Linked DNA regions of Mus musculus: all the other regions are linked to region 1. The links are chromatin contacts, called in public Hi-C, HiChIP or PLAC-seq and promoter capture Hi-C maps. All regions are on one chromosome and are shown on one strand. The core of a region is the stretch at or near the end of the contact, and the rest is flanking DNA. Distances in the headings are between cores, read along the strand shown.

Region 1 (4,262 bases), core at 515-3,014:
CAATAAAACCCTAACTAAGACACGCTTACAAAGGACTTGGGGTTAGAGTTTCTAGCACTCAATCGTAGTTCACATGCTAGCACTGGGCATTCCTAAGGGACAAATACATACATGCACCGGGGAGGCAGAAACAGGTGGATCTGAGTTCAAGGCCAGCCTGGTCTATAGAGTGAGTTTCAGGAGCTCCAGCTACATATTGAGACCCTGTCTTAGGGGAAAAAAAAAAAGAAGATGAAACAATGTGTCACGCTAGCAGCCTGGTATGGGTTGAAAATCCCAATGTTGCCCAGGCTAGCTTTGGTTTTGTTGCTTTTGGTTTTGAGACCTCCTGTCTCAGCCTCCAGTGTTGGGACTAAGAGCATCATCCAATCTATTCTGTCCAATTTACTCCCCTGCTATCTCAAGATACTGTTAAACCTGTCTTCAGTCACAGCTCCAGCTTGGTTCTCACTGGCATTGCTGATCAGAACTACTGTTCATGCTCCCGAAATGGTCTATTTACTCCCAGTAAACCTCTTATCTTTCTCCAATCTCATCACACCATTAAGCCTGAGGGATCAAGTCCTCTTTTGCACCACATTCTGGAGGAGAGAGAAAACTATCGCTGGCTTCCTATTAATTTTAAAGTAAAAGCTTCAACTTCCTGCAAATCTTCATGACTTCCAGGTTCATCCCATACCATATTCACTTTAAGCTAGCGCTCTCGCTCTCGCTCTCTCTCTCCCCCCACACCGGCTCTTTGTGTCTCCCTCATCTTTCCGACTGATAGAACCTGCTGTTCTGTGCAGAACGTTCTCCCTTCCTCTCTTCCCCTAATTAGAACCGTCCCATCAGATAGGAACCGCTCAGATGTCTTTTCCTTTAAAAAGCCTTCAAGTTTATATTAGTAACTCACAGCAAGAGGCATCGCTTGTTTAGGTAGTCTTCCGATCAAATGGTTTTTGTTTAACATCAAATTTGTTTAACACGTTTCCCACACTCTGGGGTAGAGGACCATATTTCTTCAGAATGACCCCCAAACGCACTGCACAATAAATATCATTTGGACCACTTTCGAGAAGACCTGGCACGCAAGCATGATTGTTCGATTTCTCAACTAAACTGTGCTTCGGAAGAACCATCTGATACTTTCCTCATCACTGGCTGTCTCGGGGACATAAATTAAAGCCCTTTTAAAAAGACGGCTAAATCAGTGACAACTAAGTCCGCCGCCTCAGCCAAGTCCGGCACTGAAGCCTGGAGGCCAGGACTCGGGCCAGCACAGAGCTAGACGCAGAATTGGCATCCTGCAGAGCAGCTGTCAAGGGATAGCCGTCTGAGGGTTCGAGTCCTGGAGCCAGAGATGCCAAAGCTCCGCTCCAGCCTACCAAGGGACTTCTCTTTCCGGCGACACCTCCTGCCACCCCATGCTGCTAAGGCTGATAGCTGAAAAGGGCAGGCTCAGGCCTATCACCACCTCGCACCTTCCAGATTGGAACAGCCACCCGCCTGATTCCCCACACACTCACTCCGCGTCCGCGCCTAGCAGGACAGCCGCTTCATAGCTAGGAACGCCAAACCTGCTCCGCTCGTTCTCACCCACGATGCACTGCGCGCCCGAGGGGGCGGGGGAGAACGCCAGCTCCGCGACCCAATCCCAGAGTCGCCTTCTCGTGACGTCATCAGAATGGGACCAATCACAAGAGTGTATTCAGAGGGCTTTCCAGAAGGAAATGTTAGAAGCCAATTGGTTGCTCCTCTCCGGAAGTTCTGGAGGAAGAACTCAGTTGGAACCAATTGCGCGGCGCCTCCGGTCGGCGGCGCGGTTAGTGGCGGCGCCGAGGAGAGTGGCTGCCGCCATGATCGAGCAGCAGAAGCGTAAGGGCCCGGAGCTACCCCTGGTTCCCGTCAAGCGGCCGCGACATGAGTTGCTGTTGGGAGCGGCAGGAGCCGGCCCCGGAGCGGGGCCGCAGCAGGCGACTCCAGGGGCATTGCTGCAGGCGGTAAGTGGGGAGTCATCCCGCCTTTGGCCCTCCGCCCCTCTTCCTACGGATGATGTCGCCTCTGAGGGAACGGAAAGACAGTGAGCCTGAAGTTAAAATAGGCTTCTGTGAAGGTGCCTGGTGTTCTCTGTGTGGTTCATACGTGTTTCCCTAGTAGACGCCTGTTTTCAGCCCTTCAGTGGCATTGAATCATTTAAAACCTTGGCCTCAAAATCAAGACCCAAGCTTCCGCATCCTAAATCTTCAGGGGTTTAGCATAAAAGAAACATTCAGGAAAGTTTGCAGAGTGGACGAATGAATGAGAGGGGAGGCAATGGAAATGAATGATAGCTCGCTTTACTACCTGGTAGAACTTTTTTCTTTCTCTGCATTTATAATTGTAATTAACACTCGTTGGATGTTATCTTGGATGTTTTGCGTGTGAAATTTCCATTAACCATGGTACCTGACTGAAAGAAGCTGTTACTTTGCAAATGGGGAAGGCAAACTTTTTTGTATCCAGAAGATCCATGGCTCCAAGCCAGTGTAGGCTATTTATTATGGCAAAGTCCTGTTGAAAGAGAGAAGAGAAGAGATCTGTGTAACTATGATCTTTTTTTTTACCTTCTTGTTAAAACTGTTTTTATGTCATCTGACATCACTGCAGGTAGAGCTTAATTTAGTATTCCTGGTTTTTGTCTTTGAACCAAGGATTGGTTATTAATCCAGTAGCCAGGGGAATCATGGAAATATTAAGTCACATGGTATACTCTGCTGAAAACATTATGTTGGCTTTCTATTGTGCGTTTTTTTAAAAATCAAATTCTCTGTAATAATCCCCTCCTTACCTTGTTCATCTACCAGTTTTCTGGCATGTCACTTGGCTCAAGACACCGACTTATAATGTTCTTTCTTTCCTTGGTGCTTTTGCTGGAATGTTCTTTTAAATGCCCACATGGTCAGCTGTTTGCTCTTTCAAATCTTTGCTCAGACACCAGGTTTTCAGAGGGGCTTTCCTGACCACTGTGTTTCAAGTTGGAGTGTCCTGTAATCTGGAACCCATACTGTTTCTTCCCATGGCACTCAGCACTGGGTGGCTCTGTGTGCCTTTCTCTCACTTTCCACTAGAATGCAAGGTCTACTGTTTTACTGAGTGCTGTTTTAGGCGTGTGTGTGTGAGTGTGTGTGTGTGTGTGAGTGTGAGTGTGTGTGTGTGTGTTTCATATGTGGGGAGGGGGAACTCAGTGGCCAGAAAAGAATGTTGGATCCTCTGACCCTAAAGTTACAGCCCTTGAAAGCTGCCCATTGTGGATGCTGGGAACTGGACTTGGGTCCTTTAGAAGAGCAGTAAGTGCTCTTAACCACTGAGCCATCTCTTTAGCCAACATGTGACACTTTTTGAATAAAAATGTTGGATGAGTATGATCTTGGTACATTATTTGCATTTATGGATATATCAAAATGAAACCCATTGCTTATAGATAGTACATGATAATAAAAATAAGTAAGTCTGCCGGAATCTGCTAAAGAGATTTCAGGATTATTGGTAGTACACTTGTTCTTATTTAATGAGTAAGATTGCCTAGGTTTATTCTCCAAGATCATAATCAAATCTACTTTGCTAAGCCTGGCACAGTGATACACACTTGTTCTTAGGAGGACTGAAAATTTTAAGACCTTCCTGGGCTACATATTAAGACCCTGCTCATTCCCCCAAAATCTATTTTGCGTAATAAGCTGTACCATACAAGGTTTTTCAAAGGCTAGCTGGGTGAACTTGAGACAGGAAAATGGTGACTAAAATGAAGAATGTACCTGTACTCCCAGAGCTTCATCTCTTTGGGGAAAAAGAAAGGCAAGAAAGGGAAATTCAGGTAGTGATGGGGCTTTGACCGCCTGCCCTGGAGCTAGTGGAATACTGGTGTGGGGAGGTACCTCACTCAAAGTAGGTTAGTTTGAGTGATGAAAGACAGACTCTGAGGAGGAAATATTTAAAAGATACAAAATAAGGAAGGTCTCTTGTGAAAGACATCTTTCTATGTTAAGATTCTGAAGCATAAGTGGATTCAACATGATCAAGCAGTCAGAAGTCGTCTGTGGAACAGAGACAGCCTTAGGGAGAAAAAAGCGCATTGGGCATATGCTGGACTGTCCAAGGGATTGTCAGAGAGTTCTGTGAGCAGGGGTACTATCGCTGACCCAGGTGAGATCTGTGCTATCCCTGACCCAGATGAGATGCGCTGCCCCAGCTTTCCTTTGCCTGTGGACAATGGCTGCCTCACACTTGTCTTTGGTTTAGGG
Region 2 (4,262 bases), core at 632-3,131, 2.0 Mb after region 1:
CAGGCTGCTCACAGCCACCTCTAACTCCAGTCCCAGGGGATTCAATGCTCTCTTCTGGCCTCTCTGGGCCAATGCATGTGGTACCTGGGCATACATGCAGGAAAGCACTCAAACATACACACACACAACCCTAAAAAGACTTGTCTTCTGTCACTGTAATCACACCCCCTACTTCCACTCCCTGGGATTCATCTTCAGGGAATTTAAAAACTGGGAGAAAAACGGACAAGACTCAGAATAAAATCCAGGAAGGAGTCAACTTTCATTAATAAGCACCTACGGTGTATGACCCCGTTAAGAGTTCAGACCTGTCCCCATGTCAGGAATAGAATTGCACACCATCCATGGGTGAGATGACAGCTGAGAGGATGCCCCCCATACACACACACACACACACACACACACACACACACACCCAGGACTGGAGCTGCTCACAGCCTTACCTGCTAAGTCAAAGGGGTGGGTAGACTAGGTTAGACAACCCACCAGGAGGAGGGTTTTCCAGTTACTCCCACTTCTGGAGCATTTGGTAACCCCAGCGGTGGTCCCTCCCTTCCCCCCACACTCAGAACTTTCCAGCTAGACTTAGGGAAGAATATCTCTGTGAGAAAGGCTACCAGGAGAGAAGGCAAAGCCTGGGCAGGCTGCTGCTGTGTGCGGCCAGTAACTAACTGAGAACTGAGCACGCTCAAGCCACACCAGGAAGTCCATCACCCAGGTCCAGAAGTAAGTGATACAGCCTCGGGCTATCTGTTAATTTTTTTTTCCTAGAGAGAGAGGGGCAATAGTTCTGGGGGATGTTTGAGTAACTAGCTTTGCACAGATTATAGGACACATTACTTTCCCTTTAAAGGCAAGGAGACTAAGGTTTAAGAGAACCTAGTGGGACCTGCCCGATCCAGACTCCTGCTCTTGGTTGCCTCTGCAACCAGAACCTGGTGAATCACTTCTAACTCATCTTTTCTGAGCTCCATTAGCATGCTCTTCTTGGGTGACGCAGCCTTCTCTGTATCCTCCACACCCTCCCCACAAGCACCAATGTCTATGACCCAAACTCTTCGAGTGGTTGCATGTGCTGTATGTACCCCATGTCTGGATCACCCTGATTCTGTTACCCCAAACATATTAAAATCTCACCTGGAAAGCTATCCCCAACCCTCCACAGCCCGGTTACGGCTTCTGCTTTGGAGTTTCCGGGTCTGTTTCATACCCTCAGCTTGTCCCACGGCACACGTGGTCGGAGGACTTAATTTAGGATGAACCAAAGACGTGGCAGCAGCGACGTTCAAGTTCCACGGGCATACTTTGCTGATCTCAGGAGACCCTAACTGTGGACCCACGGAAGACTCGCCTGGGAGCCCCTGCGTCCCGCAAAGGTCACGGAGACCCGCCTTTGTCACCATTGTTCCCCAGCGGCACGGAACAACCGGGTGACACGGGGTTGAAGAGGGTTAAGGACAGGCCACGGTCTGTGAACGCTGCTGGCCCCTCCCCACCGGCGGCTCCCCAAGTTCCCCGCCGCCGCGCGCGCCCGGGTCCCCGCGCATCAGTCGTTTGAATCTCCCGCCACGGAGCGGAGTGCGCGCCCCAAGCGCGACGGCTAAGGGGCCCGAGCGCCGGCGAGGCGGGGCCCACGCGGGCCGGAGCTCGTGCGCCTGGAGCGCCGCCGGCTTCACGTGCAGCCCGCCATGTAGGTTGCGATCTCGGCCTACCACGACCTCGCGCACCTCCGGGTTTCCCGTCCCCAGGGCTCCCTACGAACCGGAGCGCGACCTACCTCGGGACAGGGCGGCCACAAGCAACTCCGGCGCTCGGCGGCCGGCGGTGAACTGCCCCGAGCATGCGCTCTGCGGGCCTCCGGCCGCGACCCTGGCCAGAAGGGAAAACACAGAGCCGGGCGGCCCCTGGCGGCCACCGCGGGAAGTGCGAGCGGCTGCTCCTAGTTTGTACACAGCATTCTGTACTTGGGAGATTTCCTCCCCAAAGTGGGATGAGTGGACAAATAACCAACTGGAGGAACTACTAGAATTCCTGTTTGTTTAGGAAAATCTGGTGCGTGAGGTCTGCACGGAACAAAACAAGGCTGATGGTTCTTGTTTTCAAATTATATATGCAGAAGGCTCAAAAGACCCCAATCTATACAGAGCCATCTGATTCAGTCTAGGTAGGGCTCAGGAACGGCTAATTAGTCTAAGTGGAAGAGGCATTCAGGATGAATAACATTTCCTTATTTATTATATGTATGAGTGCTTTTCATGTAGGTACATCTGTGTACCACGTATGTATACAGTTCAAAGGCCAGAAAGAGAGCATTGGTTGCAGTAGAACTGGCGTTACAAATGGATGCGACCTGCCATGTATGTGCTAGAATGGGATTCCCATCTTCTGCATGAGCAACAAGCACCCTTAACCACTGAGCCATCTTTCCTGTCCCAGAGAGGTGACATTTGCAATGACAGAGAGTAAGACATGTGAAACTGCCATATAGTCTGAAAGTAGAGGGTAAAGGTCTAGTCTACGGGGACAGTGTGTGATTATGGGAAGGTTCTGCTCACAAGATGAAATGTTCACAACTTTAATGGACTTTGGGTAAAGTGTAACCAAGAATGGAGAGGCAAAGAGCAAGCAGGAAGTAGATTCGGTAATGCCTGGGTTGGTGGCACCGCCTACAATCCCATCATTCCAGAAGCTGAGGCAGGAGGGATACATAGTGAGATTCTATCCCATAAAGAAAGAAGAAGAAGAAGGAAAAAAACCTGGGGCGAGAAGAGGGGCACTGGTTGTAGTTCAGTGGCTGAGTGCTTTGTCTAAGTGTGCGGTGCAAGGCTCAACTACAAGATAGTAAGGGAAGGAGGGGGGAGTAAGGGCTGGGAGCAGGAAAAGATGACTCAGAGCTGGGAATTGTTGGAGTTGGGAGCTAACACCAGAAGCAGAACACTGTGAAAAATGGCTTAGGGCTGGAGAGATGGCTCAGTGGTTAAGAACCCTTGGCTGCTCTGGCAGAGGTCCTGAGTTCAATTCCCAGCAACCACATGGTGGCTCACGACCATTTATAAAAGGGATCTGATGCCCTCTTCTGGCCTGAAGGTGTACGCACTCCTACACTAAAAAACAAATTTAAAAAAGGAAGAAGGAGGAGGAGGAGGAGGAGGAGGAGGAGGAGGAGGAGGGGCTGGAGAGATGGCTCAGCAAGTAAGAGCACTGACTTCTGAAGGTCCAGAGTTCCAATCCCAGCAACCACATGGTGGCTCACAACCACCCGTAATGAGATCTGACGTCCTCTTGCGAGTCAGAAGACAGCTACAGTGTACTTATGTATAATAATAAATAAATCTTTGCTGGACGTGGTGGCGCACGCCTTTGATCCCAGCACTCGGGAGGCAGAGGCAGGCAGATTTCTGAGTTTGAGGCCAGCCTGGTCTACAAAGTACAAAGTGAGTTCCAGGACAGCCAGGGCTATACAGAGAAACCCTGTCTCGAAAAACCAAAAAAAAAAAAAAAAAAAAAAAAAAAAAAAAAAAAAGAAAAAAGAAAAAGAAAAACCAAAAAACTCTCACTAAAATCCTTACACAAGCAGCCCTATAAGATTTAAAGTGTCCCTGAGGAGAAAAAAAAAAAAAAACATTTAATTGGGTATGGCTTTCCTGAGAGCAGTGATCTGTACAGAGTATTTTCTGTGTTTTGCAATCACTTCTGACTCCAAGTTGTCCTAAACTGACATTTTTAGCATTTTAAACAGTTTTCTTTATCTTTATGAGAGAGGGTCTCACTGGGAGCCCCTCCTGTCTCTAGCTCCTTAGAGATGGGACTAAAAAGATCTTCCATCACGCCCAGTTACTAAAGAGCAAAATTGGCACCTGAAAAGGGCTGCCAGCTGGGGGAGGGGTCATTCACCATACACAGCTGTCACCTACCATTGTGTCTGTTCCTGCTTGTGGAGGTCAGAGGGCAACTCTCAGGACCAAGTTTTGTCTTCCCACTTTGTGGGTTCCAGAGAGCAGAGTCAAGCCTTCAGGCTTGGCAGCAGACACCGTTACCAACAGAGCCACCTCCTTTGGACAACTGCTTGTCAGCTGCATTTCCCCTGCTGTGCAGTGCCAGCTCCAAAGCGACCCCCTGATGTCGTCTTACCTTTTCAGGTTGACTTCTGCTTCCATCCTGGCCTCCTCTCCTGGATGGTAAACTGTGAAGTTTCTCCAAGCTTCACCCTGGAAACTGAGGTCTTTCTCCAAGATGGTATTCATTCACATGGCTTAATGTAA
Region 3 (4,262 bases), core at 521-3,020, 1.9 Mb after region 1:
AAGAAAAGAAACTGGTGAGGAGCCCAGTGGTGCTACCCTCTGTCCATCAAGGGGCCCTTCTATAATCCAAGTGTTCATTTATCGCCACACACTTTATTTGACACATGCACCTACTGTGGAGCAGTGGCTAGCTTGAAAACCAGGCTGGCCTCAAACTCAGAAACTGACTTGCCTCTGCCTCCCGAGAGTAGGGGCCAATGGTTTGAGCCAAGATACCCATCCACCCTACCCATCCACCCAATGCTTCCTTAAATACAAATTACCATCTCAATCCTCAGTTTTCATGCCTTTCCACTGAACACTGAATAAAATCCACCCCCCATTTCCACCTGTCCCTTCCTGTCCCCTAACCAAACTTCAGCCTTACTGCTCATCTAGTCTTTTTTTTTGTTTGCTTGTTTTTTTGAGACAGGGTTTCTCTGTGTAGCCCTGGCTGTCCTGGAACTCACTCTGTAGACCAGGCTGGCCTCAAACTCAGAAATCTTGCCCATGCCTCCCAAGTGCTGGGATTAAAGGCATGAGCTAGCACTGCCTAGCGCCTGTAAACTCTTAAGGACAATGATGACTGACTTCCCCAACAGGATATACCCAGCACACAGCAAAAAACAAAAACAAAAACAAAAAAACAGTTTAGTACATCCAAGGATGCAAGCACAAAAACTGATTGGCCAAACTCTGAGAACCATGATAGAAAAATAAAGCTGGGGCTTGAGAGGTGGCTTTCTCTCGAACCTGGCAGTCTTGCAGAGGGCCTGGGTCAATGCCAGCAGTCACATGGTGGCTCACAACTATCTGTAACTTCAATTGCAAGGCTTCAGATACCCTCTTCTGACCTCTTTGTGCACCAGGAATGCACATGGTGTACATATATAAATGCAGACAAAACACTTTTCCGCATAAAATAAATCCAAAAAGAAAAATAAGGTTATAAACAGTTTGCCACTTAATGGTTAAGCCCTTGCATCCAGGATTTTGGACCAAGAGGGTGGATGAGCCTAATGGGATGAAGATACAAAGATAGAATGGATTCTTTATGGGCAGGAACCGTTGATAGCTCTGAGATGTCAGACTTCTATACACTCGTTTGCGAGATCTCTATTTTACTAAGAATCCTTGCCGGGGACTGAAACTGCCTGTTGCTTACATGCCTAGCAAAAAAAAAAAAAAAAAAAGTACTCAAATCTCAGGGCTTAGTGGTTTAACAGTTACTGTACCAGCCCGGGCTTTGGAGTAAGAATTTTCAATTCAAGTTGAGAACCTACATCCCTTAGGAATTTCACGTTTCTTCCACTATTACATGACATACTCCAAGTGAGGGACTGAACCAGTCCCTCACAGACAGCTCTCGTCCAAGTGTATGTTGACTACAGATTAACTAATAGGCACAATCAGCTTCTCTAGTCTCCAAGTTCTCGTGCTGGTTGAGAGTCCCATAGTTGGTATCTATGCAGAACTGCGGTCCCATCCTTATAGCACCACAAAGGCACCAACCAAAAATGGCGACTTGGAAGCTCTCCGAGGCCGTCGGTTACCGGTCACGCTCGTGAAAGAGATGAGTCGTAAAGAAACATCTAGGACAGGGATTCACGCCGTGGTAGGGGACGCAGAGTAGACCCACGCCACCAGCAAGCCACACAGAGCAGAAAGCCCGACCTGCCAAGCCAGGCGCTGGGCTCACAGTCCTACCACGTGTTGTAGTACCATCTGCGCCTGCGCTAGTGAGGCGCGCGCCCGGCGGCCGGAAGAGCCGCGCGTTTCCGGGTTGGAGGCGGGGAGCGGTGCCGGAAGTGCTTGGGGAGGGCCGCGCAGTCGGACCGGCTGCTGAGACGAAAGCTTCACTGGGGCAGTCTCCGCATATCATGGGGAGATAGACGCTGCTGCCTGTGAGTCTTGGGCCCTGGCAGTTGAGGACGAAGAGCGGGAGGAGGGTGTCAGGACCCAGACCCACAGCGGGTCAGTGCTGGAAGAACTAGGCTGTGGAAGAGACGGGGCTGAGGAGCCCAGGCTCTTGGGACGGGACTTGAGGGGTTCGGGCTCGCAGAAGCAGCGGCTGTTGGGGACTCGAGCTCTGAATGAGAGACTTAGGAAACGGGGACGGATGTGGATTCTGCAGCATCTGAGGGAAAGCCTTCTGAGAGGGACAGGATGGTGAGGATCCCGCACTTTATAGGAGGCGAGGGTAGGAACGAAACGGGGCGTGAAGACACAGGCTCCAGAGAGGTAAAAGTGGAGCCCGAGAGGACTCGGGCTCCTAAGAGACAGAAGCGGGACAGTAAAGTCCCAGCTCCTAAGGATTCAGAAACCGGGCAGCAAAGACTTGAGGACTGGAGCTAGAGAAGGAGGCAGAGAAGACTTGAATTTGAAAGGGAATCGAAGCGGGCAGTGAGGACTGGGTCTTCTTTGGGGACAAGATCCGGGCTTTCAGACTCAAGAGTTTCTGGAGGGACAGAGATGTAAGGACCCGAGCTCCTAAAAGTGAAGGAACTAGGGGGTCCTTAACGGCTGGGAGATCAGCCTTCAAGGGAGAAAAGTTGAAAAGGTTTAGCGATCTGTTCTCTGTACCCGGAGGATTAGGATATATATATTCGGGGGAAGACTTCTTGGCGCTGCCTATTTGGCTTTTGGCATTTAGGCTTTTTCTTGTGTCCGTTACTTAACCTAGAAAAGCCACATGAAACGTCTTCGTTTTTCTTCATTATTGTGAATCAGATGTGAAGCTGAAAGCAGTTTGAACTCAGTTATATACTTGATAAGTACCTTAAGCCCTGTTCCATTCAGCCCCCGTTGAGCACAGATCTCTATATCACTAGCAAACTGTCATAGATGGAAGGGCAGCAAAAGAACACTTTGAATTCTTTTACATTTAAGAAAAAGAGGATGCAAAGAGGGATTAGGATCACTGTGAGCCAGATTCTTAGGTTATACAGTACTCTACCATGTACATCGAAGAAGAGATGCTTGCTTGAAATTATTTGAATAAATGCTTTTAGAATCTCTACCCTCAAACTCAGAAGGGATTTTTTTCTAACGGATTTTAATATTTTAGTACCTATTATGTATGGCATTGGCATAAATGTTACAAGGGAGGAAACAAACTTTTAAGTGAAAAGTCTTTTATTTATTTTATTTATTTATAAATTTTATTTTTCAATAAGATGTTGAGAAATTCACAAGTAAATGTGGCCTAGAACATTTTCTAGGGATTGCTTTTAGAAGAGTGACTTGGACCCTGTCATTTCCCTTCATAAAGACCCAGGACTGAAACCTACTCAGATGAATCGTGCACAACTTAAGCACTTTGGGCTTTTTGTTCTGTTTTCTTTTGGTTTGTTTGTTTGTTTGTTTGTTTGTTTTCAAGACAGGGTTTTCTGTGTAGCCCTGGCTGTCCTGGAACTCACTGTGTAGACCAGGCTGGCTTCAAAGTCAAGTCCACCTGCCTCTGCCTCGGAGCGTTCGGTTTAAAGGTGTGCACCTCCACCATGAACAACTTAAACACTTTTAAGTATTCCACCCCTTCCTTATCACAGCCCCACAGTTAAGTATGGTTAGTCCTGTTGTCTGTCCAGAGAGGTTAAGGGGTTTGTCATAAAGTACTGAGTAGCTTATCTGCAAATGTGCCTCCAAAGCTTTCTTGAGCTTTTCTAAGTGGATTTCCTGCCATGTGTAGTATGCATGTGAATGAAATATAAGTAATATTTATAAATCCTTCCACTGAATGAAAGCACACCCCTCCTCCCCAAACTACTTAGCTCCCCCTAGCCTGGAAATTGCTGTGTAGACCAGGCTGGCCTCAAACTCAGAGATGCACCTGCCTCTGACTTCAGAGCGCTGGTGATTCAAGGCTACATCACCAAAACCAGCTTCTTAACTCCTTTTCAAGTCAAGGACTGTAACTTTTAAGATACTTCCATAGTATTTGACATCTGAATTCCTGTGTTTTCACAGAAGCATAAATATTCCAGGTAGAATCTTTCCCATAATAGAGTAGGTTATTTTTATTTATTTATTTTTTAATTAGGGCGACATCAGATTAACTTTGCAGTTAATTGCTAGCATATACTCGATGTTGTGAATGCTCGGGCTATAATTCCATTACATTGGAGGTGGAGGCTGGACGATCAGGAGTTCAATGTCAACATAAAACTTTATCTCAAGGAGAAACAGAAGAAGAGCAGATCAGGTGAGGTGGTTCTCCTGGTAAGGTGATTGCCACAAGGAGTGATGATTTGAGTTCAGTCCCTGAGTCCTGCATGGTGGAAGGA
Region 4 (4,262 bases), core at 936-3,435, 1.9 Mb after region 1:
GGGAACTACACTAGAAGGACACACTGATGCATAAGCCCTCTACCTGGCCCTACCTGCAACCGCAATCATTCTTGGTCTGAATGTCAACTGTGTTCAACAGTGTTTTAGCCTCCTTTAACAAACACATTAGCCAAAAGAGCTATGCACAAAGTTGTTCTCTACAGATACTAAACAACCAAAAATCACCATCTAGCGCCCCACTGTCTCACTTTGAAATAGTTTTAATACACAAAGAGCCTCACTGGAGACAAAAGAGAAGTAAGTTTTGTATAGGTGAGGTTCAGGTGATCATTCACTAGAATTTCCTCACTACATTATCATCCCAATTTCCCTAAAAGACAAGGTTTTGTTTTCTTTAGAGCTCAGGCTAAACTCTGGCCAATATTCTTAAGCTGTGCACTAATCCTTTCCTGGCAAACAAGGGGCAATTACTCATGCCAGCATAACAGCTCTTATACAACTCGCGTTATCAGTAATGCAGTCTCAGAGCACATGCTTTGTTGACCACACAGCTTATATCTTTAATGTTTTATATAACAAATTAGTAAGTTGTATTAGGAGTCAGCCACACACACACACACACACACACCCAAACACACCCAAACACAAAAGTGAGACAGGGCAGAGAAAGTCTAACAGTACACTGTCCCCTCAGATAATATAGAACAATTTACTACTCACCGGCCTTGCCTGTGGGCTCAAGTAAGGTTCGAAATCATCATCATTTAGTCCATCCTTTTGATGCACAGAACCATTTTGTACTAGAGGGGAAAAGTTAAATTAGCAATGCCCTGGTCCGAAGAGCTCCCTTCCAAACCCATCCATCAGTTTACATTCACACCAGGAAGAAACCATGCTAGTTCCAAGAGTCACTTGGTTTGAAACTCCGGGGAATAACGATGAGCGCCAGGGCTGAAGCAAGAGCCGGACAGTGAAAAAGAGTCTCCACCCCAGAGCGAGCTGATCTTTTTAAAAGGTCAGTGTATTGGCTCCTTCGAATTTCAATTCCCTCCGGCTTTCTCTCCCCGCTTCCTTCACATGTGAGTGACTTCCAGAAAGTGCTCCACGAGGAGGAAACACAAAGGGCTCCTAAGACCTACGAGAAAACTAAGGACCTGGTGCTTCTCAAAATGCATTCCACCCCCGGCCGCTCATGAATTACTCGTTGTTAACGAAAAAAGCTGCCCGCCAGCTGCAGGGCCACACCAAAAGGGGCGACCGCCCCGCGCGCGGCACCTGCGACCCGAGCGGCTTCGGAAAGGTCCTTTCCCCGGGGCGCGTCCTCGAGCCACCGCCCCCACGGCCCGGCGGACCCCCCTCCCCATCCCGGCCGGCGGCCACCCGGAGGAGCGGGGTCTTACCTTTGTTTCCTTGACCTTTTGGTCTCTGCGAGAGGAGGGGACGTCGCCGAGCAGCAAGTCGTCCGAGAAGAAAACGGAAAAGGAAAGACAAATGAACGCGGGGCCCGAGCAGGGAAGAAAGGAACCGGCCTGGGGGGGACGCGTGGTGAGGGGGAGGCGGGGACGAGCGCTAGGCCGGCGGGGCAGCCCCGGCAGCCCGGCCACCCGGCAGCCACACGAGGGAAAGAGAGGAAACGAGGAAGGGAAGCCCGGGCCGCTACTGGGAGGGAGCGCGGCGCGGCCGGCCCGGCCCGGGGAGGAGCGGGAAGAGCGGGCCGGGCGGGAGACTCAGGGCGCGGCCGGTCTGAGGCCCGAATCCCGAGCCGCGAGAGGCGCCCGCCGCGGCCCGGCCAGGAGCGGCGGGCCCGGGCCTAGTCGGGCCCCGTCTCGCCTCACACAATGGCCGAGACATGCGGGCTGGGCCTGTACCTGCTCCAAGAGGCTGCTGGCCGACATGGCTCTCGGATCCTCACGGGGAACGACGGCGGCGGACTCCTCGTCGGGACAGCGGCGGCGGCGGATGAGCCCCGACGACGGGAGCAGAGGGTGCGGCGGCGGCTTTTGTCCCTGACACTCGGAGCCTCGCCTCGGCGGACGCAGCAGAGACACAGCGCGCGACTCGGGCTCCGGCTCCGATCCGGCGACGCTCTAGGCCGCCGAGCTCAACGCCCGTCTCTATGCTCCGGAGCGCGCGCCCGCCCCCTCGCAGCCCGAATGGGGGAGGCCGAGCGGCAGAGGCGGGCGGCGCGCGCGGCGCGAGCGCTGACTCTCACAGTCGCTGACCCACGCGGAAGGGCCCGGCGCGAAGCATCTCGGGAAGGGAGAGCCGCGCCCGTGGCGCCCTCTGCTGGGCTGGAGGAGCGGAAGCGGTGCGCGCGCGGTCTCCCCGCCCCCACCGCCGCCGCTTTGGGCCTAGGAGCCCTGGGTGGCACCGGGGGTCACCACTGGAGTTTTTTGGCAAACACCTAGAGAATAATTGTTTTGTCTTAAGAAAACACGCAGAAGCCCCTTTCTTAATGGGGCAGAGGCTTCTACTCTGTGTAGGACTTGAGCCCTAACTCATAACTGCATTTGATAACTCTCCCCCAATTTGAAAAGGAACCAGAAGAGAGGTCCTAAGAGCTCACAGGGAAAACTTCATGGAGGTCGGCCCAGAAGACACCCGCGCCCTTCCTTAAGACTATTGTCACCTTCCTTCCTCAGGGACTTGAAAAAAACACCCAGGAGCAGTACTTCCACTAAATATTAAAAAGCCGGCCCTCACTGCCCTGCACACAAGACATTTACCCCTTTGACTTTTGAGGGAGAAAAATATACACTCTCTTTTTTTCAGAGAAGTCAGTGACCCCAAAATAATCTAGTAAACTCTGGACTTTATTCCCAAGAAAAAGACACCTCACCCGTATGCACAGTGTCACACACACTTTCTTGAAGTCTGTTGGACCCTAAGAGGAAATATTCGTGATCTAAGGACTGGAAAATGAACGCTATTCCAGTATGTGCTGTGTGCAGGGCTTTGTCATTAAGTGCTTTCTGACACATTAAATTTAAAGACTTTCAACAAGTTCAAAGTGCCTATCAAACAATGTTACAGCTGGGAAAAGGGAGATTAAGCATGCTGCCAAAGTTATCAAGTTATTAAATAGATCTGTGCTTTTGACACAAAGAACAACATAATATCATTCTTCAACAGCTAGAAAAGAAATCCTGTATTCATGAGCTAAGATTCACTGGAGAGCCAAAGGATGAGCAAAGGCAGGTTTTTTTTTGTTTGTAGGGTTTTTTGTTTGTGTTTTGAGACAGGGTGCCTCTAGCTGTCCTCAAACTCACTAGGTAGACCAGGCTAGCCTTGAACTCAGAATTCTGCCTGCCTCTGCCTCCTAAATGCTGTTATCAAAGGCATGCACCACCAAAGGCATTTTTAATTTAAAAAAAAAAAAATCACGAGCTGGGCGTAGTGGTGCATGCCTTTAGTCCCAGCACTCGGGAGGCAGAGGCAGGCAGATTTCTGAGTTCGAGGCCAGCCCGGTCTACAAAGTGAGTGCCAGGACAGCCAGGGCTACACAGAGAAACCCTGTCTCAAAAAACAAACAAACAAACAAAAAAAAAATCACTCTGGACAAGGATATTTAGTAGTAGGTTTTGCTATTGCAAATGGTAGACACCTGAGCAATGCACTATTGTTAACCTAATGCCATCTGCTTGCTAGATAGAGAAGGTTTGGATTTGACAGATTCAGGAGGAAAAAGCCAAGACTCTTGGATTTTACTTTGTAAACCGCTCAAAGTAAGTGCAAAGCATTTCTTGTCTGCTTATACTCACATTTATGGCTTAAGTGAATAAGATCAGACACCAAAGTTAAAGAACTCTTAGTAAAATGTCACATCTCAGGGTGGAGAGCCCATTAATTGAATGAGAGAAGCCTAGTAATGGTTTTTTTATGAAAGATAATTAGCCAGTCAACCTCATGGCTCAGCTTTGTATATAAACTGTATCAGCAATTGCTTGCATTTAGAGACAGCTTGATTTTGTAAAAAGAGAATTAGACTAGACATCATCTCCTGAGAACGAGAGAGAGTCTAAACACTGGTCTCCCGAGTCCAGGTACAACACTAGGAAAATTATTACACCTGTCTCAGATTCCCTCCCTTAAGACAGAGGATAATACCACCTGCCTAACAAGTTTCTCACAAAAATAAAGGTTAAAAAAAAGAAGAAAGAAAGAAAGGAGCCAGGCGTGGTGGCGCTCGCCTTTAATCCCAGCACTCGGGAGGCAGAGGCAGGTGAATTTCTGAGTTCAAGGCCAGCCTGGTCTAAAAGTGAGTGCCAGGACAGCCAGGGCTATACAGAGAAACCCTATCT
Region 5 (4,262 bases), core at 583-3,082, 1.6 Mb after region 1:
AGGCGGCGGGCAGACTGCAGGGACTTTAAGAGATGGAGTTGCCCGAAGAGGACAGTGGCTACAGGAAAGAACCGGCTGGTTCTAGATGAAGAGGAGAGCTGGGGCCTAAGTGTGCTCTGGAGGTGAGTGTGGACCTCGCCAGTGGAGGTTTGGGTTCTGGGACCGATCAGGAGTCCCAGGCAGCTGAGAGTGAAGCTTGTGCCCTGGGCTTGTGGTCTCAGTTGTGGGAGGGACACCCGGAAGACAGGGGATCCACACACCCGCCCGGGCGGCGGGCGAGTGAGTAGGAAGTCAACACAGGCAGATGCCTCAGGCGTCAGCCCTGGAGAGCAGAGGGAACGGGAGGGCTCAGCGTCTGTGGGGCAGGGGTGCCTTCTCCAGATCCACTTGGGAGGCTCTGCGGCCGGGGGATGCCGGTCTCCGGGGCCAGAGGGGCGAGGGCCGCGCGCGCAGCCGGCTCTCATTAGTACGGGCCGCGGGCTAATCAATCCCAGGCGGGGGCTCCCGGGCCGAGTCCGCATCATGGAAACTGGCCGCGCGCCCGGCGGAGCGAGCGGGGCCGTCGGCGGGGCCGGCCGGGCGCCTCTCCGTCGAGGGCGCGGGCGGAGGCGGGTCGCGGGGTCCGGGGCGGGGCTCAGCCATCCCGCGCCCTTCCTGCAGCCGGCCCGGGGCGCAGCGGGGGTGCAGGGGTCCGGGCCGGGTCTGCAGGGCCTCGGGCCGGGGTCGCTCCGTGCTAGGCCCGGGACGGGCGCCGCTGCCGCTTCTCTCCGGGACACCGGGGACCGAGACCGGACGCCCGGACCCCGCTGCCCGCGGCCTCCCGGCGCCGGGACCAGGGCACAAGGCCTCCTGGAGCGGCTCCAGCGTGCGGCCCCGACCCCGGGGCGGTGCTGTTCTGGCCCGGACGCGGCCCACGGAGGCCTCGGGCGGAGGAGGCTGGAAAAGAGGCCAGGCGGCGGGAAAGGGGGATGATTCATCCCCGGGAGCCCGAATCGGAAACACCGCAATCTGGGAACAGCCTTGCCTGGGCCGGCGAGCGATCCAGGAGGAGAGTCCGTCCGGCGAGGACCTGCGTCCAGCACTGGCAGTCCCCTGCCTCCAGCCCCGGCTCTAGCCCGGCCGTGGGGGGAGGGGGAGGCCTCTTCTGGAGGAGTGGAGAAGAATCCTGGACAAAGTCCGCCGTTGCCTCCTCTGCTCTGACTGGCTGGTCTCGGCCAGAGCGGTTTTTCCCAGAGTCTAGCTCAAGTCTCTCCTGCTGCAGCTCCAGTGCCGGCTGAGGAAGTCTGCAAGGAGGGGGCGAGCAAGGAGAAGCCGGAGTCAGAGACACCTCCGCCGGCCCTCGCTGCGGTATGTAAAGCGCAGTAAGGGGGAGGTGGGGCGCGCGCGCGCGAGCCCCGCAGCCCCGGGCGATCCGAGTACCCCCTCCCCTGGTTACTTCGGGGCGGCCACGTGCGGGGGGTGGGGTCGAGCTCGGGAGGTACTTACCCCGGCCGCGATCGCAAGGGGGGCCCGCGCGGGTGGGCGGGCGGGCGGGCGAGCAGAGCGCGCGCAGGCTGCAGGAGCCCCGCAGCCCCGGCTGCACCCGAGCCCCGCAGCCCCCTCCCTGCGCACCGCCCGCGGGCCCGGCCAACGCTGGCTCCCAGCTCCGCTGCGGAAAACCCGAGCGGGGGCGGCTCCCTGCCTTGCGGCCCCGGGAAAATCCGGGGGTGGCCGCCAGGGATCTCCAAGCGGCCGGCCGAGGCGGCCCCGCGCATCCCTCCCCCGGAGCCCGGCCCGTCGGGTCAGTGTCTGCCTCTCTGCTCTTCCCCGCAGAGCGCCCGGACGACCGCGCGATGACGGCCGGGAGCCCCGGAGACGGCGGCGCGCGCAGGAGCCCCGAGGGCCGCGTTTCGCGCCTGGGCCGCCGCTTGGGCCGGCGGAGGCGGCCGCGCTCCCCGCCAGAGCCGCTGCGGGTGCGGGCTCGGCTGCGGCTGCGTTCGCCGTCGGGGGCGTTCGCGGCGCTGGGCGCGCTCGTGGTGCTGGTGGGCATGGGCATCGCCGTGGCCGGCTACTGGCCCGGCCGCGCCTCCCACACCCACGCCCCGAGGACCGGCCGCGCGCACGGGCCGCACGAGCGCCTGCGGCTGCTGGGACCGGTAATCATGGGCGTCGGCCTGTTCGTGTTCATCTGTGCCAACACATTGCTCTACGAGAACCGCGACCTGGAGACCCGGCGTCTCCGCCGGGGCATGCTGAGGGCTCAGGCGCTGCGGCCGCCCGACGGCCCAGGCTGGGACGCGCTGCTGCCCAGTCCCGCGCATGGGTCCCCGGGCGCCGTCGCGGAACCCGAAACTTGGGACCTGGCCCCGAGGAGGGGCCCCTCGCCCGTCCCGTCGGTGCGCAGCCTGCGCTCTGAACCTGCCAACCCTCGATCGGGGCTGCCTGCCCTGCTCCACAGCTACCCGTTGAAGGGCCCGGGGCTGCCACCACCCTGGGGTCCTCGGACTCAGACTGGACACGTGATCATCACGGTGCAGCCCTCTGGTTCCTGCATCGAGCACTCCAAGTCTCTGGACCTGGGCCTAGGGGAGCTTCTTCTGGGGGCGCCAGCAACTCGGGACTGTGCCCACCGAAGCTGGCCACGGCTGGACCGACTCAGTTTGGGGGGCTATGCCAAATTAGGCGGAGATTTGGGGGCCCGGGTCTGAGGTTCAAGGTATAACCTGCTGTGAGGCTACCAGTGTGGACCATGGGACTGGGACACCAGAAGTCCAGTGCCCAATAGCTGCTCCAGTCACCTCCGAGGCTAGGATGGATATTGTGGTGGCAGCAGCCGCCAAGGCTGCTGACCTGCATGTGTAGCAGTGCCAGCTGCACCGAACGAGCTCCAGGGGCATGTGTTAATGTGGACACCAGCATGATTCAGCCTCAGGAATTTCTTCAGCCCATGTGGCCTTAGCCCAGGACCGGCACCTGAAGGGCTGCAGGGTAGGCCAAGAGCACCGTGAGATGCACAGGGTTCCTTGGCAAACAACAGTGGTAGGTTGGGATGTCCCAGGCTGGGACAGGCTCCGTCTAAGTTGGTAGTCCTGGTGGAAATGGGACCACCGGGGGAAGGTGGGCGATGAGGTGGAATGAGACCCTCTGCAGCTGTCTGGGGCAGTGACCGCAACTCTAACTGCCACCACCTCAGGTCTGTTCTTCCTTCAGTCAAGTGGCTCTGTCCCGGCAGGGCTAACTACTGCCAAAGCCCTGACCCTGGGATCGGACTGCTCCCCTGGAGACAGGTCGGTCTGACCTGTGTGCAAAGCCTCCCCCAGCTGGCAGAGGCACCCTCCAGTTCTCAGCACTTCCTTCCCACTGCACCCTAGCCCAGTGTGGGTAGCTCACTGCACTCGGCGGCGGCGGCAGCTTCCCTTCCCAGGTATTAAATTAATTTTCCCATGCTTTTGTTAGAAGAGAACTTTAAAAGTGGATCAATCCTCACAGTCAGGCTTTTTTTTTTTTTTTTAAAGTTTATTGAAAAATGCCATACAAGAAGCAAGACCAAACACCTAAACACTACAGCCACATCTGTCACTACGAAAGGCGCAGACAGCAGGCCCAGTTACTGCCTATCTCACCTAGGGGGTTTTCGGTTGGACTCTGCCGGCATAGTTCCTATTTTGTCAAATGTAAACAACTACTTGATACGATTCATAATTTTTAAAAAATTTACAAAGCTCCTTCATTTTTGTCATGAAAATAATATATCTGAGAGAGATTTGTAAAAACAACCAGCCTAGGGCTGATATTTCCCATGAGCGAGCACTGGGGGTGCTGGCTAGGCCATAGCTACAGCTCCATTTCTCAGAATGGGCCAGGGCCCTCAGACCCCAGAATACATCCCCGGAATACATTGCTGGCCTGGGGGGAAGGGCCCCCGGAGTCAGCCTCCTTGGGAATATAGGGCTTGATTGTGGGTGGGTGGCAGAGATCTCATGTGGTTTGAAGGAAATCTACTTCTGAAGTAAAAATAAAACTGCAGTTGGGACTGTTACTGTGGTGTGCCTGAGTCACTTTGGGGAAAGTCCTGCCAAGTCTCTGACCCTGGAGATGGGACTCCCCTCCCCCTGCCCCTCAATCTTTCTACCTGGACAGAGCCTGTTCTTCACACACAACTGCAGAAAGAAAGAAAATCCAAACAATTACCATATCCCAGGATCTGTTGCCAGAGCCAGCAGAGGAGGGGGAGGAGGCTGGAGGGACATCAGAATTCTGGTCCAATTTCCAGACAGAGGCGG
Region 6 (4,262 bases), core at 475-2,974, 1.5 Mb after region 1:
GAGCAGAGGAATTTTATGATCTATCTAAATAGATCTAAACAAAGCCAAAGTAAAGTAGTGTTGGACTTGTTTTGTTTTGTTTTTAATCTTCTTGATAAGCTTCACTTTGTCAGATGTAATGGGGCATGCCTTTTATCCCAGCACTGGAAGCAGAGGCTGGTGGGTCTCTATTATGAGTTCAAGGCCAGACAGGGTTATAGTAAGACCTTTTCTTAAGAAAGGAAGGAAGGAAAGAAAAGAAAGAAAGAGAGAAAGAAAGAAAAGACAGACCTCCGTTAAATGGTCAATTCCCTGATGACTCATTTTACCTAGGAAGGGAAAAGGCAGCCACAGTGTCATATGCAATTAAGTGACTGAGGCGGTTTTAGCTTGTGAAAGTGTTTAAAAGACCCCACAGAGCACATGGGCGGGTGTTCTGAAAACACGTCCTGTTAAGTAACTAGGTGTGTCTGCTTTAGTTTGTTGGGGGTTTTGTTTTTTTGTTTTTTGTTTTTTTAATGGAGAGTCAGTGCCTCTTAAAGTTTGAATGCCACTCAGATATTTCAGCATAAAAAATAGCTCTAAAACAGAGGGTGGACCAGGACCACCAAGATAGCCCAGTGGGTAAAGGCATCTTCTGCTAAGGCTGGCCACCTGAGTCCAATCCTTGGGACAGACACACTTGATGAAAGAAAGGAACCAGCTCCTACAGTTGCCCATGCTGCACACATAACTCTCCGGAGGCTGGAGAGAGGCTCACAGGTTAAGAGCTCTTCTTCCAAAGACCCTGAGTTCAATTCCCAGCAACCAGATGGTGGATCATAACCATCTTTAAAGAGATCTGGTGCCCTTTTCTGGCATACATGCAGAACATTGTAAAATTTAATTCTCCAAAGCTTGACCTGCACGTTGTCACCTTGAGAAGATTTGTTTTGAAACAAACAAGTAGGTAGACACAGTGGTACATGCTGAGTAAGTCAAGAGGATGGGAAATTGAAGGCCAGCCAGAGTTACACTGTGAACCCCTGCCTAACCACCCAACCCCACCCCCAACATTTCCTGAGATGATGATGATGATGTTGTCGTTGTTGTTCCTCCTGGCAAGTCTTGGGGCCTGTGTCCAATGTCAGCATGTTTGAGCACAGAGGATCATCATTTGCACAAGCTTGTCAGAGTCTAAAGAATTGGCTTGTAACTCTTGTGATTGGGCAGGATCCAAAAGATGATTTTGGTTTTAATATAGACAGTGCTCACAAAGCAGGCCTTTCATAGACCAAACTAAAATTTATTCAAGAGACTTTAACCTTGCTTGTAAGTATTTTACAGATTCTGTACTTAGCTTAACTAGTCTGTAGCAGGTATTAAAAGGATTTAGGGGGTGGGGAGGGCTTCCCCCACATGTATTAAACCACCCTATCTCTGCTCGAAAGTACCTGGTAATATGATATAAATAAGCTGGTACAGTTGTATGTAGATCATGTCAGCCTTTCCAGACATCATGGAAACAAACTTGGAATCACACAGGGAAGTAAATAGCGAGTAATTAGAAGAGTTAGTTAGTAGAATTAGTCATTAGAAGAGTTAGTAATTAGAAGAATTAGTTCAGTTGTGACTAGTTTGTTTAGGTAGGAAACCAGGAACCTTGAAAAAACTTTTGACAAGAGAGACTTCCGACACTGACCTACCTCCTTTCCTTTGACTGTGACTCAGCAGTCAGTGCATCAGGGGCCAGCTGCACCTAGTACAGACACCACTTGTAAGAGTGCAAGCGGGTGAGTTCTTGCTGATTCCTTAAACCAAGTAGCCCTTGGAGGTATTTGCTGCTGCTGCTTCCTATAGACTTAACACAGCCTTCTGACTCCTGCAGTTAGTTGCCTGTTGGCACAAAGACAAGGTGGTTTTGGCTACAGAAAAGAGAAAGTTGGCCCTTAGTTTGCAACCCCCAGCCTGTGCTAAGCATGAACCTCGTTGATTTCTGACACGTTAGTGAAGCTGGATGCCCCGATGCCAACCAGGTTTTGTTTGCTCTCTCACAGGTATGGCTTTGTGGAGTTTGATGATCTGCGTGATGCAGACGATGCTGTTTATGAACTGAACGGCAAAGACCTGTGTGGCGAGCGAGTCATTGTTGAGCACGCTCGAGGCCCGCGGCGGGATGGCAGCTACGGCTCGGGACGCAGTAAGCATGTGAAGGATAGATGTACCAATAACATACCTCGGTTTTAAATGCTAATTTTTAATGTATTTCAGTATTTTATTTAAAGGTAGATATTTAAGCTGTTTCTATACGAATATATCTTTTAAAATACAGATTGTAAATATTTGATGTCATGAGTTTCTTTTAATACTTTAAAACATTTTCTTCTGTAATACAACTTGACATATATTTAACAAAGACCTCAATTTTAATTAAAAGAATCCTTTGAGGTTAAGATGACCACCTATTCTACTTGCTGACCTTGGTCACCTTTCCATTTGGCTGACCAAAAAATAGGAAGCCATTCAGTGACTACAATCATACCCCATAGACCTGGGTGCAAGCAAGTCTATTTATTCAGACACAGATGAGATGAACTGAAATGGGTGCCTGCATCTTTTTCTTTCCATAAAAATTATTCACAAAAACTTTAATGACTAGGGGTAATAGTAGTAACTGATTTAATAATTTGCCTTTTCTAAATTATGTTTCTTATTTTATACATGCTAATTTAAAATATAAATATTAACTAGTGAATGTGTATGCCTAAAAACTTACTGAAATTTTGTGTTTAAACTTGAATTAAAGGTGAGGCTTTAGTTAAAATACACATGCTATTGTTTAGAAAGGGGGGATTGAGTTACATAGTTTAAGAGTGTGCTGTGTCATCTCCTCTTACACTCTATGATGTTGTCTGTTTGAACCTCCTAAAGGTGGATATGGTTATCGAAGAAGTGGCCGAGATAAATACGGTCCCCCTACTCGCACAGAATACAGACTTATTGTGGAGAATTTGTCAAGTCGATGCAGCTGGCAGGACCTAAAGGTTTGGACCTAGTTAACTTTCTAAGGTTGGGCATGGGTAAGAGGAGGAAGCAAGTCTTATTTATTCAGGCCTGGGAGTGTAAAAGCCGGTACTAAAACCTCACTCATACTTTCCTTACGTGGATGCCAACTGCTCCAAGGAATCATTTGTATTCCATGGAATTTTCCCCTGCAGACAGTGTTCTAGAGAGATGGCAGGGTGGAGCTGCATAGAAGAGGCTAAAAACCTATGTTTCTGTAAACCCGAGCTGGAACCTGACTGACTTCAGCTTCCAGTGTGGGTCCACACAGTGAGACTATCCAGCATGTGGTGTCCTTAGTTATGATTGTGTGCATAGATAATTGGTTGAGATGAAAATAGACCAGCTGGAAGTGGGTGGGGGTCGACCCATCTTTTAAGAACTATTTATTATGGGCTGGCCAAGGCTGCACACACCTTAATCCCAGCACTTGGGGGTTAGAGGCAAGCAGAGCTCGGTAAAATTGGAGGCCAACCTGACCTACACAGTGAGTTCCAGGCCAGTCGGGACTACATAGTGAGACTCAGTCAAAGAAATAAAATATTTTAAAAAGGAAGAGAAAGGAAGGAAAGAAGATTTTATTCAAAAATTCCAAGATCTAGCTAGGAGTTTTGGGAGGGGGAGGGGTGGGGTTCAATTCCCAGCATCCATATGGCAGCTCACTGCTGTCTGTAACTCTAGGATCTGAATCTGACGTTTGCACACAAGCAAAACACCAATGTGCAAATAATAATAATAATAATAATAATAATAATAGACTTGAGTTGGACTGGGCTGTAACTTGGAGCTGAACACTTAAACCTGGCCAGTGCCTGACCTGAAGCTCAGCACCACAAGAATGAAAAAGTTAAGTTCTGCTGCTGCTGCTGCGGCCATCCAAGGAGCTAGAGTTCACGTCTTGAGTTTCTAATCTTGGAAGGGAAGAAAATTTGCTAAGAGTGTCTTGACTCAGTGAACTCAGAATAAATGAAAGGCAAACTGTTTGTTTTAAACCAAAATGAAGGCGTTGAGAGAAGGGTGGTCAGGCATACTTCACATTTGTGTTAGGGTTTGTTTGGGGTTTTCTTGTTTTTGTTTAGTTTTGGGGTTTTTGTTGTTGGGTGTTTTTGGGGGGCTTGGTTTTTCAGAGACAGGGTTTCTCTGTGTATCCTTGGATGTCTTGGAACTAGCTCTGTATATCAGATTGGCATCTAAATCAGAGATCTGCCTGCCTCTGCCCCTGAGTGCTGAGATTAAAGGCA
Region 7 (4,262 bases), core at 786-3,285, 1.5 Mb after region 1:
AGTATTTGAGACCCAACAGCTACCATGTTACACATGCTGAAGCAGGCCCTGTGATCCATGCCTGCAACCCTCAGCACTCAGGAAGCTGAGGCAAGAGAGCTGCTGTAAATCCAAGGCCAGCTGAGGATAAGAAGTGAGACTGTCCCTAAGTCAAATGCCTATACCCTTTAACCTAGTACTCCTACTTCCCAAGTTGTATGTCTAGGCGATGCTGAGGATCAAGGCTAGGTTAGACAAGTGTTCTGCCAGAAGTATGTCCTTAATGACATTCCCATTTCCAGGATAGATACTATTTGAATATACATGGTCACTGATTGTGGCAATTCTAAAAACCAAAGGTTGGACCCTGTCTCAATTCTTCACTAGAATAGTGACTAGGTAAGTTACTGTGTATAAAAAAGTGTGTTATAAGACAAAATGGTCTTAAGTGCTTTTCATATGCTTCTGAAATGACTAAAATATAGTGAGACAAAAATCAGGTGTAAGCCGGGCGTGGTGGTGCACGCCTTTAATCCCAGCACTCGGGAGGCAGAGGCAGGTGGATTTCTGAGTTCGAGGCCAGCCTGGTCTACAGAGTGAGTTCCAGGACAGTCAGGGCTATACAGAGAAACCCTGTCTCAAAAAAAAAAAAAAAAAAAAAAAAAAAAATCAGGTGTGATGCACACCTGCAATTGACAATCACAGTTCTTAGAAAGGCTTTTACAGGTTAGTCAAAGGCCATTAGACATAGAAAGTTCTTGTCTTAAAAAAGAAAAGCCAAGTGCTGTATGGTAAATTAACTTCTAAAGGAATACTTAAGAAACTGCCTCTAGAAAGGAAAGCAGAAGATGCAGAAGAGAAAACTTTACCCAGCACATCAGTTAAAGTGGAAATGCAGTAAAGAGACTAAACCCCTCAGTGATTCCTGGGCAAAGCTGAAAAGGAACCTTTCATTACTGAGCACCCACATGCCCCAGCACAGTTCATTACATTTGGTTATTTTGGCAATACACTGGACATCTATAGATTATAATCTTGCAGGTTAGAAATTTTTTCTGAGCTGGCAGAGATGGGGTACACCTTTAACTCTAGCACTTGGGAAGCAGGCAGGTTTGAAGCCAGCCTGGTCCACAGAGGGAGTTCCGGGACAGCCGGGGATATACAGAAAAACCCTTTCTCAAAATGAATAAACAAAAAAAGAAAATAGTAATTTTCTGTCGTGCTTAATCTAACTACAAGGCACTAAACTGAACGGACATAGTTTGGCACATGCTTTTAATCCCAGCCAATAGGCAGACAGGCAAAGTTTCAGGCCAGCCTGGTCTACAGGGCTATTTCTAGGACAGTCAGAACTTTTTTGTTTAAGGATTTATTTTATGTGTATGAGTACAGTGTAGCTGTTTTTAGACAGACACCCTAGAAGAGGGCATCCGATTCCCATTACAGATGGTTGTGAGCCACCATGTGGTTGCTGGCAATTGAACTCAGGACCTCTGGCAGTCAGTGCTTTAAAAAATAAAAATTAAATCTGAGATGTAACTCAGAGATAGGGCACTTGTTAACATCCGTATGGCCCTGAGTTCGATCCACAACACCGCAAAATAATACCGAACCAATTATTGGAACACTTTTACATACCTAGTATCGACACTGTAGAGACAACCCTGAAAGTACAAGGAAGATAAAAGAGACTCAAAGATCCGAGAGAAAGGAAAATGGGCCCAAGGTCATGGATCCACTAACTTCCCACAGGGACGTTTACCGAAAACCACCCCAAAACAGAAAGTCTACCAGAGCAAAGGACAAAGGCGGGAACACCCGCTCGGCGCGCACCCGCGCAGGCACTTCCGGGGGAAGTGCCGCTGCCACGGCGAGCTCGCGAGAGGACGTGCTGCAGCTGTCGCTCACTCGGCCAGGTCCCGCCCCGCGCCGGCGCGCCTCCAGTAAAGCCCCGCCCCCGCCCCTGACCAGGCGGGAAGCGGGCGCGCGCTCCCTCCCGTTCCCCTCCGCCGGGGGGGGGGGGGTAGGGAGACGGGGGCGCGCGTTCTCGAGCTGCGTGCTCGCGTACGTCGCCGGGCTTCGGCTGCGTCCGTCCCGCCGCCCGCCCGTTACCGCCGCCGCCGCGTTTTCCCTTCGCCGGCCGCCGCCTGAGGGGGGCCGGGGCCAGCTGCCGCCGCCGGAATGCCGCGGGTGTACATCGGCCGCCTGAGCTACCAGGCCCGGGAGCGCGATGTGGAGCGCTTCTTTAAGGGCTACGGGAAGATCCTGGAGGTGGATCTGAAGAACGGGTGAGGAGGGCGGCGGAGGGGCCGGCCGGGGGGCTGACAGGGCCGCGGCTGTGGCTAGGAGGCCGCGGGGACGCGAGCGCGGCGCTCGCTGGGCGCTAAGCCGCCGCCGGCCTCCTCCGCTCCGCCATGGCGGCGGTGCCTCGGGGGCGCGGGTAGGCCCGGCTCCCACTGCGCCTGCGCGGGCGGGGGTGGTGGCGGGATAATGGGGACGGAGGCCCGGGTTAGACTGGGGCTCCGGGCGCCGGGGAGGCCTGGGTTTCCGTCGCTGGACTATGGGTCCGAGGCGGCCCTTTCCCGCTCTGGGGCTGCCAGGAGCAGATGAGGGTTCCGGCCCTCTTCTCCCCGTTCCCCAGCCTGACCGGCCAGAGGCTTCCCGGCGTGTGTTTCTGAGGACTGGAGCTCTGGCTTTTTCGCGTGCCACACTTTGGGCGGGAGACACTAGTTTTTGTAGTGCAGTGACAGTTTCGAAAGTACTGGCTTGCCGCGCTTCAAGCCTTGACCGCTCCCTTTCCGAGAGTAAATTAAAGTCCTAGCTCGTTATCTTGGGGAGTCCTTACAGAGTTTTCCACGTTGTGGTTTCGGCTCTCCAACTTGCCGGAAAATGATTGCTGTCGTAGGATTTTTTGAGTGGGTAAGGGCCATCCTGGCCAGGTCTGCGTCGGCTGCTGGTGCAAGTGGAGACACATCTCCAAATTGCCTACTTAACAGCTTTCCCCGTACAATCTGGGCTTGTATTTCTAATCTGCTTTGGCGAAGCAAGGCTAGCAGGGACTACCAGGTTCGGGGAAAACGGGTGAGTTGTCATGCCTAGAGATTGTACGAGCATCTTTTGCTTGGGAGCTGAGAATTATTAGGTAGGACTTGAAAGGCATTAAGCACCGGAACGGCGTCGGAAGCACTAAACCTTGGGTGTTAGGGGAACCCTTGGTTTTTGCTGTGTTTATTTCTTGCCTGTTTTGTTTTTTTCGACTTTGTGTTTGGTCCAATGAGACCAGTAGTAATTGACATTTGAGAAGACATACACTTTAGTATGAATGGCAAATGAACCAGCAGGTTCTCAAAGCTGTCTAGATTTCGAATAATTGACACTTAAAAGACTCTCCTTGCTGAGAACAAGACTTCGATAAAATGTTTATGAATCCTGGATTCGATTCACAAAGACAATTTCTCATTTTTGTTCTTACAGAGCGAACCAGCTGGCATGAGAGTATTGTTTTTGTGATATTTAACCTTACATGTGAGAGATTAACCGACCCCCCTTACCCCCTCCCTTTTGTAGGGGAAAAACAAGGGGTTTGGAAGACAGATAAGTCTGAGTCAAACCTTGCTCCTCAATTTAAGTTTCTTTGAGCAAGTGACTTAGTTTCTCTGAACCTGTTTTCTCATTCATAAAAAGGAAGGTCAGGTAGAAAAAGTATAAAGCTTTCGCCATCCTCTGTAATAGAGTCATTAAGCAGCATCTTAGCCCCTTAGTGTTTGCTAGCAGTATATTTGGTGAGGTCTCTTTTCTCAAGGAGTGGGTGAGTGTTGAAAAAGGTAGTAGGGCAAAACTGATCACTTGCTCGGGTTACTAATGCGCCAACAGGATCCCCTGCACTGCAACAGCTGCACTGCAGGAATTGAGGAAGGAGACAGAACAGTTTCTGACTAACCTGCTGTGACTGACATGCCTTTTGAGTCAAGGAATGCTTGTTCTCACTTAAAACTCAGACAACTAAAATGTAGGATAGTTTACTAAAATTGATTTTCTTTTTCTATTATTTTTACTTTTATGTGCATTGATGTTTTGCTTGCGTGTATGTCTGTGTGAGGGTCTCAGATCCCCTGGAACTGGAGTTGAAGACCGTTGTGAGCTGCCATTGGTTGCTGGGAATTGAACCCAGGTCCTCTGGAAGAGCAGCCAGTGCTCTTAACCACTGAGCCATCTCTCCAGCCCAGAATAGATTTTTCTTAAAATGAGCTTTGAAGTATGGATTTACTAGGACTTGAAATGAA

What was found. Promoter capture Hi-C pulls out the DNA fragments that hold promoters and counts their contacts. Hi-C and Micro-C count contacts between places; a contact is called where the count stands out from the background. HiChIP or PLAC-seq counts read pairs in DNA pulled down with a chosen protein or histone mark.
Region 2: a promoter capture Hi-C map of pre-B cells shows a contact between it and region 1, with 4 times the contacts expected there. The contact joins the promoter of Rcc1 here to the promoter of Snrnp40 in region 1.
Region 3: a promoter capture Hi-C map of pre-B cells shows a contact between it and region 1, with 5 times the contacts expected there. The contact joins the promoter of Taf12 here to the promoter of Snrnp40 in region 1. A contact is called at or near these places in 3 of 39 promoter capture datasets (hippocampal neurons, liver and pre-B cells) and 1 of 115 datasets of contacts at active chromatin or transcription factors (astrocytes).
Region 4: a contact with region 1 is called in a Hi-C map of B cells, with 6 read pairs. The contact joins the promoter of Ythdf2 here to the promoter of Snrnp40 in region 1. A contact is called at or near these places in 2 of 39 promoter capture datasets (hippocampal neurons and pre-B cells) and 1 of 484 Hi-C or Micro-C datasets (B cells).
Region 5: an H3K4me3 HiChIP or PLAC-seq map of embryonic forebrain shows a contact between it and region 1, with 2.6 times the contacts expected there. The contact joins the promoter of Tmem200b here to the promoter of Snrnp40 in region 1. A contact is called at or near these places in 1 of 39 promoter capture datasets (liver) and 2 of 115 datasets of contacts at active chromatin or transcription factors (embryonic forebrain and large pre-B cells).
Region 6: a contact with region 1 is called in a promoter capture Hi-C map of liver, with 4 times the contacts expected there. The contact joins the enhancer-like site here to the promoter of Snrnp40 in region 1. A contact is called at or near these places in 3 of 39 promoter capture datasets (hippocampal neurons, liver and pre-B cells) and 3 of 115 datasets of contacts at active chromatin or transcription factors (astrocytes, pro-B cells and stem cell-derived neural progenitor cells).
Region 7: a promoter capture Hi-C map of pre-B cells shows a contact between it and region 1, with 4 times the contacts expected there. The contact joins the promoter of Srsf4 here to the promoter of Snrnp40 in region 1. A contact is called at or near these places in 3 of 39 promoter capture datasets (hippocampal neurons, liver and pre-B cells) and 4 of 115 datasets of contacts at active chromatin or transcription factors (astrocytes, pro-B cells and stem cell-derived neural progenitor cells).

What each region holds. Positions count from the first base shown.
Region 1 is chr4:130,358,368-130,362,629 of GRCm38.p6, forward strand. It overlaps Snrnp40 (small nuclear ribonucleoprotein 40 (U5)), which reads left to right and starts at 1,765. Exons shown (of 10, transcript NM_025645.2): 1 at 1,765-1,982; 2 at 4,261-4,262. The coding sequence starts at 1,839. It overlaps Zcchc17 (zinc finger, CCHC domain containing 17), which reads right to left and starts at 1,625. Exons shown (of 8, transcript NM_153160.5): 1 at 1,509-1,625.
Region 2 is chr4:132,343,869-132,348,130 of GRCm38.p6, forward strand. It overlaps Rcc1 (regulator of chromosome condensation 1), which reads right to left and starts at 1,882. Exons shown (of 10, transcript NM_133878.3): 1 at 1,778-1,882. RefSeq lists a cis regulatory region at 1,437-2,284.
Region 3 is chr4:132,272,605-132,276,866 of GRCm38.p6, forward strand. Taf12 (TATA-box binding protein associated factor 12) reads left to right here and starts at 1,771. Exons shown (of 6, transcript NM_025579.3): 1 at 1,771-1,883.
Region 4 is chr4:132,210,071-132,214,332 of GRCm38.p6, forward strand. Ythdf2 (YTH N6-methyladenosine RNA binding protein 2) reads right to left here and starts at 2,186. Exons shown (of 5, transcript NM_145393.4): 1 at 1,830-2,186; 2 at 1,362-1,386; 3 at 682-761. The coding sequence starts at 1,856.
Region 5 is chr4:131,919,939-131,924,200 of GRCm38.p6, forward strand. Tmem200b (transmembrane protein 200B) reads left to right here and starts at 1,833. Exons shown (of 1, transcript NM_001201367.1): 1 at 1,833-3,202. The coding sequence starts at 1,833. The coding sequence ends at 2,687. It overlaps Epb41 (erythrocyte membrane protein band 4.1), which reads right to left. Exons shown (of 21, transcript NM_183428.3): 21 at 3,491-4,262. It overlaps Gm12992 (predicted gene 12992), which reads right to left and starts at 91. Exons shown (of 5, transcript NR_102393.1): 1 at 1-91.
Region 6 is chr4:131,889,192-131,893,453 of GRCm38.p6, forward strand. It overlaps Srsf4 (serine and arginine-rich splicing factor 4), which reads left to right. Exons shown (of 6, transcript NM_020587.2): 2 at 2,016-2,158; 3 at 2,890-3,002. Among named protein-coding and RNA genes, the nearest start is that of Srsf4, 18 kb to the left of the region's middle. Within about 2 kb of position 1,725, at least 14 of the 459 cell types and tissues checked have an H3K27ac peak or open chromatin away from gene starts, as enhancers often do. A contact at or near this core is called in liver, where this site is marked.
Region 7 is chr4:131,871,604-131,875,865 of GRCm38.p6, forward strand. It overlaps Srsf4 (serine and arginine-rich splicing factor 4), which reads left to right and starts at 2,036. Exons shown (of 6, transcript NM_020587.2): 1 at 2,036-2,267. The coding sequence starts at 2,161.